2 separate regions of the Zea mays genome follow, and region 2 is linked to region 1. A link is a contact called in public Hi-C data. All regions are on one chromosome and are shown on one strand. Each heading gives the region's core, a stretch centred on a gene start, on an enhancer-like site or on the middle of the called end of the contact. The rest is flanking DNA. Distances are from core to core; before and after follow the strand shown.

Evidence for each region. Hi-C and Micro-C count contacts between places; a contact is called where the count stands out from the background.
Region 2: a contact with region 1 is called in a Hi-C map of ear, with 2.9 times the contacts expected there. The contact joins the promoter of LOC100191423 here to the promoter of LOC100501311 in region 1. A contact is called at or near these places in 3 of 25 Hi-C or Micro-C datasets (ear, leaf and tassel).

Annotation. Positions count from the first base shown.
Region 1 is chr7:149,208,226-149,216,108 of Zm-B73-REFERENCE-NAM-5.0, forward strand. LOC100501311 (Late embryogenesis abundant (LEA) hydroxyproline-rich glycoprotein family) reads right to left here and starts at 2,680. Exons shown (of 1, transcript NM_001196063.2): 1 at 1,901-2,680. The coding sequence starts at 2,650. The coding sequence ends at 1,991.
Region 2 is chr7:149,346,832-149,354,714 of Zm-B73-REFERENCE-NAM-5.0, forward strand. LOC100191423 reads left to right here and starts at 3,129. Exons shown (of 14, transcript NM_001136856.2): 1 at 3,129-3,445; 2 at 4,522-4,655; 3 at 4,777-4,929; 4 at 5,014-5,125; 5 at 5,811-6,147; 6 at 6,316-6,529; 7 at 6,660-6,749; 8 at 6,946-7,201; 9 at 7,325-7,437. The coding sequence starts at 3,190.

The sequences.
Region 1 (7,883 bases), core at 1,430-3,929:
GGCAACAATTCCTTATCTATGAAAGGGTGAAATATTAGAATAAAACCTCTCCAGACAAAAAAAAGGTACGTCGTAGATTGACAATCTCATCTCATTGTTCCTAAATCTAATATGATTGCAGAGAGGCCTTCTTCACTTGATAAGAAACGACAACGGATGGATTTTACAGTAAGATCTCTTGAGTTGAGTTTGTTGTTTGAATGTTTGTAGGCATGACGTAGATGAACCATTGTGTAAGAACCATCTTCAGTATTGTAATGATAAGACTTCGAAGAGACAACTTGTTTTGGGAAATGGGATTCATCGAGATAGATTGAGATGGGTGTTATCACAAAAGACATACATGCATATAACTTTTTTAAAAAATCAGAATGCATGCAAAAGACATACATGCATATAACTTTTTAAAAAAATCAGAATGCATGCATAGAAATGACAACTCTAGTTAAAGCACATGTTTCAACGGTCATCTTTTTTTTAAAAAAGTCACTATATTTCTTCTAAATCAACTCAGCGTAAAATGTTAAAAAGCGGAGAAGAAGGTGGGTTATGTTAAAAAGCGGCGTGGCCGCCCTGATGGAACAAGGGTGGGAGACACTAGACGAAGTTGTCTAACCAGTAGAACATCATGCTTAGATGTTTATAACAATAAATATAAATTGTACATATGTATATATGATTTTTTTATAAAATAAGAAAATAATCGTGTCAGGCCGGGCCAGCACTACGGGCCGAGGCTACGACCCAAGCACCCCACGGTGCTCGTGTCAGGTTGGCCCAAACACTATTAAATGGGTCGTGCCTCGGACCGGCTCGCTAGACACGGCCCATCTGGCCAATTATACCTCCGCACGATAATGATGGTACTTGGCCCAGTTGCCACCTTCTCGTTCGTCATTCTACTTCTTTTCTCTCTCCCCTCATGCCTCCACCTTCGCACCACCACATTCTCGGCGGAGGGCGTAGGAGCATACATCTCATCCCCGTATTTGTCCGACGCTGACTCGCGCAGTGGCTATTGCACGTCCATAAGGACGTATCACATCATGCGCGCACCATCATTTTTGCCGTCTCGGACGTCCCATTCATCTTGCCGGCCTTCGCCCTGTTCTTTCTCCCCAACCTGCTGCCCCCGCCCACGGTCGCAGCCGCGAGCCGACCGACGCTCGTCGACGCGGGTACGAGGTGAGTCGGTCATGCTCTCGTGCGTGTCTTCGAGGAGAGCATGGTGGTGCCTGCCGCACTTAGGTTATCTTGACGATGGGGAGTCCAGATCTGAGATATTGGACAACCAAGACCCGTAGCGTGGCAGCAGTCGGCATAGCTATGTGGTCTTGTGTCGCTTCGGCGGGTCCAGGGCTGGGAAGACACTCGCATTATCTCGCCCTTCTCGGATTGACGCCAGGTGCGGGTGCCTCTTTGTTTGGAGCTGCTCCGGCTGGACTTCTTTCTCCACTTGCGTGCTCTCTCCCTATATATCTAGCGGTATACTACTTATGTCGCCTTCAGATGCTCAGTTCTTCGTCGTGTCCTTCTCCGGCAACGGACATGTATGTCCGCCTCTTCCCTTACCCTCCTACTCTACGAAACTTTGGAAGTGGGGGAGACGAGGGATGAGATCTCTGATTTGTTGCCTATAATACTCGTATGTTTATAAAAAATATTATGCGAAGAGCGAAGACAATTAATAAAAATATTGAGATCTTTTTAGTGGATAATTTATGTGAATATTGTTGTGAACCATCGTAACGCACGAGTAACTGACTAGTTTATTTAAAGCAGGACATTTTTGTTCTTGAAATTTTATAAAGCGTATCGAATTTGACGAGTTAGGGAACAGTAAGGCGACAAAAACTAAACGGCTCGTATAAATGTATGAATCAGCATGCGTGGACACAGAAAAATGTTTTTCCCAATTCCTTATTCTCCACCAGAATTCTGAAAATCTGATCATCTGAGCGCTCATGCATTGCGCCGATCAAGGATCAACTCAAGCGTCGACGGAGCACTTGGGGTACTCGAGCAGTGGCACGTCCCCGGCTCCGTCGTCGCCCGCGGTGGCGTCCACCCAGAGGCCGACGGTGACATCGCAGCGCAGGTATAGCCCGCGCCATCCGGTCCTGAATGGCCCGCTCATGTACTTGACCCGGCCCATGACGACGAGGCGTAGCTCCACGCGGCCCGCCGCGCAGTCGCCCTCCAGCGCTTGCGCCGCGTCTGCCGACACCGGCACGGGCACCGCGCCGCCAAGGCCGAAATGCGGCGACAGCGCCACGTCGGCGCCGCGGCCCTGTGCCACCCCGGGCAGCGGCGCGGGGGGCGCCACCATCTCCCCGCGGTACGTCACGTAGGCGAAGAGGCCGTCGTAGAACACCACGGCGCGGTCGCTCGGGTTGTGCAGCAGCGCCGTGAACCGCGCGCTCGCCGCGAGCGTGTACGGCGGCGGGGCCCGCCCCTCCGAGGAGTTCCCGGCGGCCGTGGCCATGCGGTACACGGCGACGCGCACCACGGAGGCCTGCGGCTTCAGCGGACGGAAGACGAGGTACACCGTGAGCGCGGCGGCAGCAGCGGCGAAGGCGGAGAGGAGGGCGGCGGCGACGATGCGGGCGCGGCGGCGCGAGCGGTGCATGTCGCAGAGCTGCTTCCCCATGGCTGCGCTGCGTCACGGTTTGGTTTCTTGTGCGGAGAAAGCTTTCCTTTATGCGGCGTCTGGGTCGGCGACGACGTCGTCGTTCTCTTTTTTCTTTTGCTTCGGTGTTTCGTGCACAACATCACCGCGGACATAACTGACGGCCATCTGTTGTAGCTCTGGACACTGGAGATGCCGAGAGGGTCACGGGGTAGACGTGCTGCAGAGCGTGTTGTTGCATGCAGATACAGTGCGAGGGAGCTGTGGGCTGTGGCGGAGGTAGCGGCCGCGGTTGCTCTCTGTTGAAGAAGACAGGAATCTGGATGCGCATGCGCTCTGGGTTTTGCTTTTGGCGGAAAGGCGTGGACGTGGTTACCACCCGTGGGCCGTGGTTTCCTTTCGTGGCCCGCTCTTGTCTTACGGCCCAATCTCTGGCGCTGTTTTGGAGGAGAATAAACTCAACCTTTGCTGGGCCCAACAACGGTATCTACCATCTGTCCCGAAGAAATCTCTACTCGTAAAAAAAATCACTTCTCCCCATCTTTTTTACATGTACCCGAATGTTAGCCTTTGACCATCAGATCATGTATATTGGTCATACAAAACATTGTTTTGTACTATTTATACAGTGATATTTAAAATAGAAAATACAACGAGTAACACCGCTGAAAATAGCCTTATTGTGCACATCATTTCCGAAGCACATATCAACTTCGAGTCTCATAGAGGGGGGGGGGGGGGCACCAAAGGAAGGGACCATGGGCATCACAATAATTAGGGCCTAGAGGGTGGTTGCAAAAAAAACATCACAAAATGATAGTATCAGTAACATTGCCAATGACAGTAGCAATGGAAAAGGCAAAGCTAAAGACAACCGAGAAGACGATGCAAATGCCTTAAAAGCATGTTAACGATTTAGGTGTGGGTCCCAGCAGCACTGCTCTCATAAAGCGTCACTGAAACACCTCATTAACATGTATTATGAGTATAAGAAACACCAAACTCAAAAGACTCACTTTGTCATGGCGCATATAGACCTTGAGAATAGGGATGACAACGGGCACATTTTACTCGCGTGCAAGGCGGGTAAAAATCTTATAGGGTGCGGGTTTAGGTGTGAGTCTATACCCACGGGTATGGGTGTGAGTTTCATTCTTAACCTGCCGCGTTTTTTTTCTCGTGGGCATATTATACTCGTGCCCGCAAACCTGCAATGATATATATATATATATATGGAGGAGGTAATGGAAGCCCAGGGCTTCCATTAGTATGGGAAGCCTCAGTCAGGTATGCCCACGCGCGTCCGATCGTATGCTGGTTCTGGCTCGGGCGGATTCCAGCGTAAAACGTGAGCTAAAACAACGTAAATGAGTACGAAATTTAGCGTAAATCGTATATCTGTTTCGTAACAGCAAATGGGCCCCGAAATTACGGCGTGAAAATCGCGTGCGTCCGGTCGTACGCGGGTTCTGGCTCGAATGGATTTTAGCGTAAAACGTGATCTAAAACAGCGTAAATGGTTACAAAATTTAGCGTAAATCGTATATCTGTTTCGTAAAAGCAAATGGGCCCCGAAATTACGGCGTGAAAATCATGTGCAGCCGATTGAGCGCGGGTTCTAGCTTGAATGGATTTCAGCGTAAAACGTGAACCGAAACGTTGTAAATTAGTATGAATTTTAGCGTAAATCGTATATATGTTTCGTAATAGCGAATGGAGCCCAAATTTACAACGCAAAAATCGCTCGCCATCGGTCGTGCGCGGGTTCTGGCTCAAACGGATTTAAGCATAAATTGTGAACCAAAACAACGTAAATGAGTACGAATTTTAGCGTAAATCGTTCATCTGTTTCATAATAACGAATGTAGACCCAATGTATCTCTCAGCGCACGGGGTTGTCATAAAACACATCAAGAAATTTCGTAAATTGTGTAAGATACAATAAGAAGTGATCTGAGGTAATTGTAGCGTAAAATGCAAGCTAACCATCTATAGGAGAACTGTTTCAGATTTTACAATAAGATATAAGAGATAATTATTCTTGTACTCAACTATGATAATGTCGTGTTTACATTTTAGTTGTTGGTACACACACACACAAAACTCTATTTCACCATAACACCACGGTTAGCAAAAAAACTGAGTTCAAAAGGCTCTTCCAGGTTTCCTGATGTGGAGAAAACCACCGAGGTCCATATCTGCAAACATAACATGAACTGTTAATATGATCTTTCTTTGTTAATATGATCATCTTTTCTAGCTTGTTATGACTAACATAACCTACAGTCTAAACTGAATCCAAACTTGAGTTAGAAGATCAGTTTACCAAAATAAAAATCTCTTGAGTTAGAAGATCAGATTACGACGAAAAGGTGCAAAAATACCTACCCTGCTACAATAAAACTCAACTCTCTTTTCAATTGAATCCTTAATCTAAAGCTATGCTACACTGAATCCCCTGCTTACCTAAGTTCATTGAGGAAACTGTAAATGTGTATTTGTACCTCATAACATGTTCGTTGAGGATGAAGTGGTTGATCAGGTAGTTCAAGGAAACCATGACTAACAACCCTCTTTTGTTTGTACGATGATTTCAACGTATACTCAACTTGCTGATGTCTGAAAAGACACTACTATATTTTTCTTGAAATTACACAGTGTAAAAATGATGTAGGCTACTTATCACTCAAAATCAAATTGTCAAAGTATAGTTAGTTATCATACACAGTACAATTTGACAATAAAAGAAAGGAAGCTGCATGTATGAATGAGTTTGTGTTTAGTAATTGAATCATTATTTGAATATATAAATAGGGCTAAAAATTTATGACATATATAACCTAATTTACAAAAATACAATGGACAAACTGCCAGCAAGTGAGGACATTTCTTTCTTTAATAAACTCTGTTATGCATACTTCCAATATTGCAGGACTTGAGAATCAAAGCCCTATTATGCACATATGCTGAATACAAAATTCATTCTTTTTCGTGAACCCTCCCTAACACATAGCTGTAATACATAAGTTGTCTCTACTAGGAATTGTATAACTAAAGAATAAAAAATCTTACAGTTCAAAAGGCTGGTGAGGTTGCCGAACAGCGTCGGGTGAAGCGCACCGGAGAGCAGGTTCTCCCCGAGGTCGAGCACCTGGAGGATGCCGCCGAGCGCGGAGGCCGGCGGGCACCTGGCCCTCGAAGATGTTGCGGCTGAGGTTGAGCGACATGAGCAAGGTGAGCATGGCCAGCTGCTCAGGGAACGGGTCCCATAGGCGCCGACGTTGAGGTTGAGCGACGCGAGCGAGGCACAACGCGATAGCTGCAGTGGGATGGTCTGGTTGAAGCCATGGGACGCGGGCTCAGCGCGACCAGGCCCCGCATGTGGCAGAGGGAGGAGGCGGTGAGCTCGCCCGAGAGGTCGAGGCCCTGGAGCGAGATGGAGACCGAGATGGTCGTGTTCGCAGTGGCGCTGGTGACGCAGGCGACGTGCGACTAGTTGCAGTAGGGCGTGCGACTAGTTGCAGTAGAGCGCCCGACGGGTCCTGCAGGGACGCCTTGAAGTCGAGCAGCAGCTCCTGCAGCGTCTCTGCCACCGAAGTCGGCCGCGCTGCACTGGGTGGATCTGGATCTAGGCAGAGCGGTGGTTTAAGGTGCTTCAGATCGGGGAATGGAGCTCGGCAGTGGCAGCGGCGGCGGTGGAGGTGAAGCATAAGGAGATGGCTAGTGGGAAGGTCCCATACCACCATGCCCGTGTCCTCATGGGGAGGCGTCCGCGACCAAGCCCATTCGCCCCCGTCGTGCCTGCTTACCCGCACTCGCTCACGTCTCGTGCAACCGCCGCCGCCGAAACCCTAGTCCTCTCGGGCAAAGCAGTCGCCGTGGTCGGTTTTATATGATAGTACATGAGGTTTCAGACAGTATGAAAAAATAAGCGTAAACTTGTGTACAACAAAGCATAAAAGTCCGTTGACGTTATATTGAATGGATCAGACGGTGCATCGGGCTGGTCGGATGAGGGTCAGGGCTTTCTCTAGTTAGAGAGAGCCCAGGGCTCCTAATACATAAGCTATATATATATATACACACATGTATATATATAATTATATATGTGTGTATATATTATATGTATATGTATATTTATATGTGTGTATAGATATATGTATATATAGATGATATATATAAATATATGCGTATAATTATGTGCCCGTGAGTATACCCGCGGGTCACCGATATGGGTAGCATATTATACCTGTCGCGGGTAACAGGTGCGGGTGCAGGTTTACTATTAAACCCGGTACTCTTGTGGGTTTCAAACCCGTTGCCATCCCTAATTGGGATTGAAGAGTCCCTCACTGAGCTACCTAAGAATGTTAAATAGTCTGGTCATGCCACCATAGATGTTGATGTCACCATTTATAGCAACGCCATATTAGACAATAATGATAATCTCTTGGAGTAGATTGAGTTATTAGACACTCCATAAGAGGTATGAGAGTATTACCAAATCGCTGGCAATAATGCCCCCTGTTGTAGGCTTTGGTCGAGCTATTATCATCCTCCCTAATGATACTATAATCTTCATTAAGAAGTGTAACTATATCCAAGAGCATCTTATACTCTACTCATGTTCAAATATATCCATCGTAGTGGTTCTCATGTTTCCACTGTATGTGAGGATATTGTTGAACACCTTTATATCACTACATCGAAAGGATGTGAGACAAAAGTGGCAGAGAAAACCCCGAGCACCTTCTCTGGGTTGTTGAAAGGGAAATAGTCTCAATATTTCCTATAATCGATTTTGGTGTTTAACGACCATCACAAACCTTGTGGACTAACCAGTTTGCCTAGTTGATCATTTCACAGGTGCATAAGTTCATCTACAACTATTCTAAATCGACTGTCCGGAATACCGTAGATTATTCTAGACAGGAGAAGCTTTTTGGAAAAACACCTAAGCACGGACCGTCCGGGCCCTTGCGGCGGACCGTCCGAGGCACCAAGGTGACCCTCGGATAGGACCACTGCAAAAACTCAAGTCTACACTACGGACCATCCGAGACCAAGAGCGGACCGTCCGGTCTCAAGCGCGGACCGTCCGGTTGGTGAAAAACAGAAAAACCCAAAGATGACGGGTTCGGTAAAATATATTTTTAGCGTCCTCGCGGACCGTCCGGGGTGCACGACCGGACCGTCCGCGACTGCTTTTTCTGACATTTGACGATGCATTAAATGCTATATAGCCATTGATATA
Region 2 (7,883 bases), core at 1,879-4,378, 140 kb after region 1:
TGACAATGAAAATAAACGTACGCGGAATGCCTCTGTGTCGGCCAATTCTCCTAATTGTGCTAAGAACTGGCCTATATGTTCGCGTGTGTTTTTTCCTTGATCACCCGAGAATTTTGCGAATTCGGGTATCCTGGTTCCCTGTGGGTATGGGTGGTGATCAAATCGGCTGTCATAAGGTTTCTGATATGATTGCCCCCCAGGGACCATGCTTACTCCGAGCTTATCTCGGAACGCCCCGGCTATTTCTTCCCTTACTATATCAATGGCAGCCGGTGCGAGACCACCGGCTCTCTGGTCAAACATAGGTGGGGTCGGCTGGATATTAGCATGTTGTCTTTCCCCCCATTGGTTTGAGTCATGTGGTGCATTTTCATTTGCCCTATATGGGTCATAGGTTTGATCGTTTCTTTCCGGCCTCCTGGCTGGGGCCGGAAAGCTTTCCTGGGCTCTGGATCTTGAATTAATGGGTTGATGCATTGTATAGTGCGATGGGAAGTGCTGCTGGGACGGGTGAGGATTCCGGTAACAATCCTCCTCAAAAAGGTCATGTGCGGACTGTCCGGACATTGGCCCGGACCGTCCGTGGTTATGTGCGGACCGTCCGTTGTTGTGCGCGGACGGTCCGACTGGGTAGTTTAGATTCTGCGTCGTGTGTGGAGGTTCGGGCGCATATCTAGGTAACTCATTAAAAATCGGCCCGACTGTTGTTGGTCCGGACGGTCTGCGCTCACGTGCGGACGGTCCGGGCATGTGCAGATCGGCTGGTTTGCTGCCGATTTGCGGTTGATTAGGGTATGTGTCCATCGGCATCCCATAAAGGGGTTGTGACTGGTCGTGACAACCTGTAGCCGATGTGTTACACGCGTTATCTCCTAACTCAACCTCGTGGGAAGGAAAATTTGCGGTACTAGATTTATCAAATGCACGTACTAGTCTCTTAAGATCGCTTTGCATACCCCCTATGATGTTCTGCATTTGTTCACGCTGATTTTCTACATAATTTCTAAGAGATTGCAGATCGTTGGTATTACTTACATTGGGGATATCTGGCGTGGGTTGGAGCGAAGCCGGATCCGTCGCCCGATGTCGGACGACCTTGTTGTTCCTGTCCACTTTGAAGTTGGCCAAGAACTTTGCTTTCGCCTCCTGGATCATCCGCTCCTTGTGCTCCTCGAACTGGAGCTGCTCGTCAGCCGGCAAGGTTTCCCAAGTCGGCTCTATAATGTTGCTTGGAGAAATATCAGAGCTATCCCTTGAACCGGCCATTGAGGGCCGATTTGATGAGCTTAGATATGTCTTCCCCAGCGGAGTCGCCAAAAGTATGTTGACGCCTTTTTGGAGCGCCAAACACTCAACAAGAACCGTGGCGGTGCCTTCTGCACAGGGGCGGACGGTTCGCGCGCAGGGGCCGGACAGTCCGTGGCCTGGTGCGAGGCGCGGTGGTGCTCTCTGCGCAAGGGCGGACTGTCCGCGGCCTGGGGCCGGACGGTCCGCGGCCTGGTGCGCGGCTGGGACTTCTGCCTGACGGCCGGACGGTCCGCGCCCTGGGGCCGGACGGTCCGCACGTACGCAGGGACGGCGGAAGATCGCCGACGGCGCCTGGATCTCGCTCCCGGGAGGGACCCCGTCGGGGAGTAGAGATCCTAGGTGGTGTCTAGGCTCGGGCAGGCCGACCTAGACTCCTCTAATCGACGTAGAGTCGAGGAGAGGCGGAGAATTTGGGGATTGGGAGGCTAAACCTAAACTAGACTAGAACTACTCCTAGGATAAAATGCGAATAAAAGTTGTATTGATTTGATTGTTGATGATTACAAATCGGCCGTAGACCTCTCTATTTATAGAGGAAGGGGGCTGGACCCTTTACACAACTGATTCCGAGCTAATCCCGCGAATATAGCTAACCACCGTAGCACAAAACTCGGAACCCTAATCTGTTCTGCGCACGCGCGGACCGTCCGGCCCACAGGCGCGGACCGTCCGGCCTCAGGGCCGGACAGTCCGCCGGCTCAATTCTGGTTCGAACAGCACCCTTAATAGCTTGGTGCCTTGGTAGTTGAAACATTAGGATCTGTTCAAACATTATTTTTGTGATTTTTGGACCGTCTGAAGCGTGGCGGACTCCGTTGCTTGCTTGTTGCCTTCAGTGTTCAGTCGGACCGTCTGGTGCCTCGGAAGTAGAGAGTCTGCCGCATGTGCCGTGGAGGTGCTGACACAAGTGTGGTTTTGACGTTAAGAAGTCGTAGAAGGATAAACATCCTCGGAGATAACACAATGACAAACATCCAGTCAATGCATGGAGAGAACTTAGGGGCAAGACTCCAGCTGCTGTTGATTTGCTGAAGTCTTTATCTTATTATGAGAAAGAAACTTGCACATGGTTTCCATGAGACACAAACCCTGTGCTATCAGTCGGGATTCCGAGCATTACAGGAATAATATTTATTTTTGACGTGAAAATTACCGTGACTTGTCGGTCGTGAGTACTTTATAAGTTGCATATAGCGTTCAGGCTTCAGGGGAGAGATGTTGGCAAGCACCGGGGATCCTGCTGTGCCCGGACCACGGAGGAAGCTATTGCAATACTAACTTCAATTGAACTCTGTTTATGATATCCCATGTGGCAAACATGATTCAGTTCAATCTCCGAATAGAACTTCGCTATGAGAATGGGTTTGCCGAGGATTTTTCGACAATAAATTTATAGACAATGCACAAATCTTCGTGTCTACCGTTTATTTAGCTTCAGCGGTCTCGTGATCGACTTACAATCTGTTGCGGACCCGGGGACCATAGCCCAGTTCAAGCACAATCTACCCCAGTCTACTGGACAAAACTGCAGAAAATCTTCTCTTGTAGCCCGGTATGAGCAGAGCATAGGTTGGGTCTGTGCCGGGCCGGACCGGCAGGCCGTTTGCACATGTATAGCTGCTCTGTTGCGCGTTTCCCTGGCCTCTGCTGCGAACCTGCAGGTGCGGACTTGCGGCTGCGGCGCCCCACTGCAGCACTGCTGTACTGTACTGGCCGCAGCGTTCGCCGTCCTCCGCCACAGAAAATTCACGCACGATTCCGAGCAGCCGCCCTCCGCCACAATTTCGCCATGGGCGCGCCCTAGCCCCGCCCTTCTTATCCCCGCTCTTCCCCGCCTATGGCTGCCGCTGCTACAGCTGACGCCTCCGCGCAGCCCCTCCCATGGCTCTGCTTGCGCTACGGTTCGGGCCGCTTCTCCCTGCCCCGCCCCACCACCGTCGGGTCCTGCGGAACCGATGCCGAGTCCGGATCGTCGCCTCCAATGCCCCCACCCCCGTGAGGGACGGGGGCGCTGCCGCGGTGGTGTGGTTTAAGCATGATCTCCGCATCGACGACCACCCGGGCCTCGCCGCCGCCGTCTCGGAGCCGCGGCGCCCCGTCGTGCCGCTTTACGTCTTCGACCGACGCATCCTCGCCGGTAATGTTGGTTGTGTTGGTGCTAGACGCCCGATCCGGTTGAGTGTTGGGGGTATGGAATTTGGGAATACTGCGCGCGCTGTGATGGGGCTTTGTACCGTCTCTCGTGCATCCAACGTGGTACCAAAGCTGAAGTTGAACACTGAGCATGTATAGTATCCACTGTTAACTCAAAGTATTAATCGAGACTGTCTGCCATCACTGTGGAACTCGCTACTTGCTGATACCGTGAACTTTAGTGGGCATTAAACATGTGCATGTGCTGCTTGCTTTTCATCACAAGCTATTAGATGTTGAAACCATTTCTGCCGTGGACCGCATTGTGCTTGCTGATTGCTGCCTCTTGGGAGAAGTACTGTCACCAAAATCCCGGGCCAGAAGTGCTAAGATCACAAGTTAAGGCTGCATGCAACATCAGCCTATTGTTCTAGATTTCCTGCTACAGTGGGATCGTAACAGTGACTTATAGGACAGTGGACAGTGATTTGCACATTTTTTGTCATTGTGCTGTTGGCTTTCGTTTTGATGGTGGATAGTGCAATTGTCTAAGTTGCAGCATACTACAGACTGCACAGCAAATATGTCCATCTTTTATAGGACATCTTAAACTCACCCGTTTGCTATTTTTTCCCCTATAGTTCTGTTGGCAGAATTAAAAACTCGACCTGCGAGGGGTAAGACAGCCCCCGGGCATTGTATTAAGAAGAAGACCTTCTCACACAGGTCGAGAAAACCCCCGAACCCCTGCCCCACCCGTACACAGCGGCATCGAAGACCATGTGAGAACGACCACGACCGGGACTGAGCTTTAGACCTGTGCTTTGGCGTGGGACAGACGAGGAGTTTTTTTTTTAACCACAACCTGAAATTTGCTCCCACAGGGAGTCGAACCCAGACCTGAGGAGTGCTACTCAGACCACCTAACCAACTCAGCTAGAGGCCCTTTCGCTGTTGGCAGAATTAGGATGGGGGTTGTTAATTGTCAATGAATTGTTGGTCACCAGCCATACTTCCACACTGTTAAAACTAGTAGCATCACTGACACTAAGCATCTATATAATTCCCCCTCACTTGCAGGCTATTCAGATAAAATGCTGGAACTGCTGCTATTTGCTCTGAAAGATCTTAAGATGACGTTGAAATCTCAAGATTCTGATTTGCTCATAGGCCTGGGAAACGCTGAAGATGTTGTGCTGAAGCTTGTGAATGAGGTCACTATGCAAGGTTTATATTGATCATTGAGCTTAAGAGTTTACATGTAAGTTCACATCTGACTATCTAACATAAGTATCTTCTGCTTGCAATGTTGCATGCACTGGTGGAGCGTAACAGGTACAAGCAGGTCTCGTTTTTACAGAAGAAGAAGTTGAATATAGAGTGCGTGATGTTCTTGCCAATGTTGAATCATCTTTATCTAATGGGTCATTCTCATGGGGAAGCCCTCCCAAGATAGTGGCTTGGAGTGCCCCATTGTATGACTATAAGGTAATTTAATTACGACCTCTCTTTTTATCCTTAGTAACTTAAATATGTATGACATGCTGATAGCTGAAGTATTCATTATACTAGAATCTGGGAGCAGTACCGACATCACATGACGATTTTTTAAAGAAAAAATTACCATTGGCCACACCTCTTGCTGCGGCGACCTTGCCTGCTCTAAATTTGGAGTTAGACACAGGTGCATTTTAATTCTATTCTTTCTGGATTGTATGTTATTCAGTCAAATGTACCAGTGGTCACCAAACTTGTTCTAGGCTGTCATCTTGGTCCCCGAACTATTAATTTTCAGTTCCATGTCTATGAGCTTCCTATGCCCCAGTTTGTTTGAGCTTTTGTAGCTTTGGCTTCTCAGAAGCCAGAAGCTGAAACAAGTAGCCTGCTTCTGAGAAGTTTCTTGAGAAGCCACAAGCCTGCAAAACTGACTTTATACTACTATAAAATCAGATAAGCCCAGAAGCAGGTCTGGATGAGCTTTTCTAAGAAACCTGCTTTTGGAAAAGCTCCACCCGCAGAAACTCAAACAGACATGCAAGTGATTCTCCAGATGTCGGGAACCCGTGGTAAATCTTTTGTTGCTGGATGTTACCAAGGCATTTTATATTAACGTGGACGCTAAGTCGCTAACAAGCCGTGAACTGTAGAGAGGCCACAAGGAAGAAGATAATGCGAAGGGATGTCAAATAAGCTGGGTTTGAACCTTGGATGTTAGCAAGTTCAGGGATGTGAAACTGCAAATTAATAGTTCCAGGACTTACATGCATCTCTGGACAAGCTCAAAGATGCTGATGTATTTCACTCTGTTATTTTACCCATTTGTTTGGGCATTTTTATGTTCCCATTTAGCTTAACAATTTCTTATTCAGGTTCTCTACCCACTCTGGAAGAATTAAAATGTTTCCTGAAAGAAATAACACCAGAGGACAATTGGGCTCCTCTCAAGAGAATGCCCGCAAGATCTATCCTTAAAAGGACAATCAGTCAAAGGAAGATCAAAAGTAATGCTACATTAAGCACCATCAATGAAGAAAACATAGATGATGCTGCCACCATGGATTCTGTTGCATCAGGAAAGAGGATTATAAACTCGAAGTTTGCATCAGAGAACTCACTGGAAGTTAGTGGTGGAACAGAAATTACTTTGGATGCTTTGGCTGCTTACCTAAAATATCTTGAAGGCACAGGAAATGCTAGTTGGCAAGAGTATGTGTTACCAACTAATTTTGTCCTTCAATTAAATTCTCGCTAGGGACTTGGTCTTTCATTTTATTCATGTAACAGAGTCGTTATTAATGTATTATATGAATTCACTTGTCATATCTATTAATTCTTAGCGAGTCTTCATATTTAACCCGATTTAACTCTATCCAGGTTGCATGATAAAGTGCGTTTAGCTGAAACCAGATATGGTGCTTCATTCTACATCTTGTTTGGTCCTGCAATTCAACTTGGAGTCATATCTAGGAGGAAAGCTTACACTGAGACTATCCAATATGAAAAAGATCGCAATGCAGGTTTTCTATCACCATTTGGGTACTCAACACCTACAGTAACATCAGCAGTAGATGCTATATGTTCAATGGAGGTATTTTATTTTATTACTTTTCTATCTTGTTCTCAATATCATACCTTTTCTTCCTCTAGTGGGCTCATTTGTTATGCAAACCAAGCATCACTTTCTTTTGCCTCTAACAATCTATATGTTTACATGATAGTGGTATTGGCTCTTGGCATCAAAATCCCAAGTATGCATCGAGGGGAAATATTCTATAAGAATTTGGAGATGGAAGGGTTATCTTGTACAGGTTTTCTTCTTACTTTCTGAACTTAGCATTTAAACTTATCTATAATCACAGCATTATTTGTGCCAGTTAGTGCAAATTCCTTATTTCATTGTTTCAACCATTCATTACTGTATACTTGTGGACATTTGTCTATATATGTAGGCAAGTTTATTTATGCTGCTTACCACAAATTTCTCATTTCAACCCCCTGCTGCAGTACACCTTTCTTGGCAACGAAGGTCCACCTGTTCTTCTTGTGCATGGTTTTGGAGCTTTCCTGGAGCATTTTCGTGACAATATAGACAAGATTGCTGCTACGGGCCACCGAGTTTGGGCAATTACTCTTGTTGGCTTTGGGAAATCAGAGAAACCAAATGTCAACTATTCAGAACTTTTCTGGTCTGAACTACTGAGGGATTTTATTGTTGAAATTGTGAGGGAGCCTGTTCATCTTCTTGGCAACTCTATTGGAGGTACATGAATTATATTTTAAAATTTCTATACAGATGATGGAACTTACATTTTTTGCACATCGCCACATTAATGAAGTTATACACAATCTTGATGAAGTAATTCTCTTCCGCAAATGTTCTCAGGTTATCTCTGTGCTATTGCTGCTGGTTTATGGCCTTCTCTTGCAAAGTCTCTGGTTCTTTTAAACTCAGCTGGTTCAGTTGTTCCAAATTACTCCTTCATCCCACTGAGTGAAGTAAGCAACCAATCTTCTGTATCCTATTTTTAATTATGCTTTCTTATTTAAACCTTTTACTGAAAGCTAGGCATACCACGGTTTTATTACAAAACTAAAAATCAATGGTTTATCATAGTAATTTCCTGAGTAATAGGTTTATGCATGTGTCTGTCTCATACATTTTCTTGGTTCTGTTGACTACAAATGAGATTGATTACTTCATCTCAAAAAACTTGGTGTTTTAGTTTTATCCTAAGTCAAACTATATTGAGTTTGATCAAGTTTATGAAGAAAATTGGTAAACATCAAATAGGCACGCTATGAAAATATGTCCCATAATGAATCTAATGTTATTTATTTCTGAAATAAATATTAATATTTTTTATATAAAGTTATAAACTTGATCAAACTTGACTTAGGACAAAACTGAAACGTCAATTTTTTTGGGACGGAGGTAGCATCTG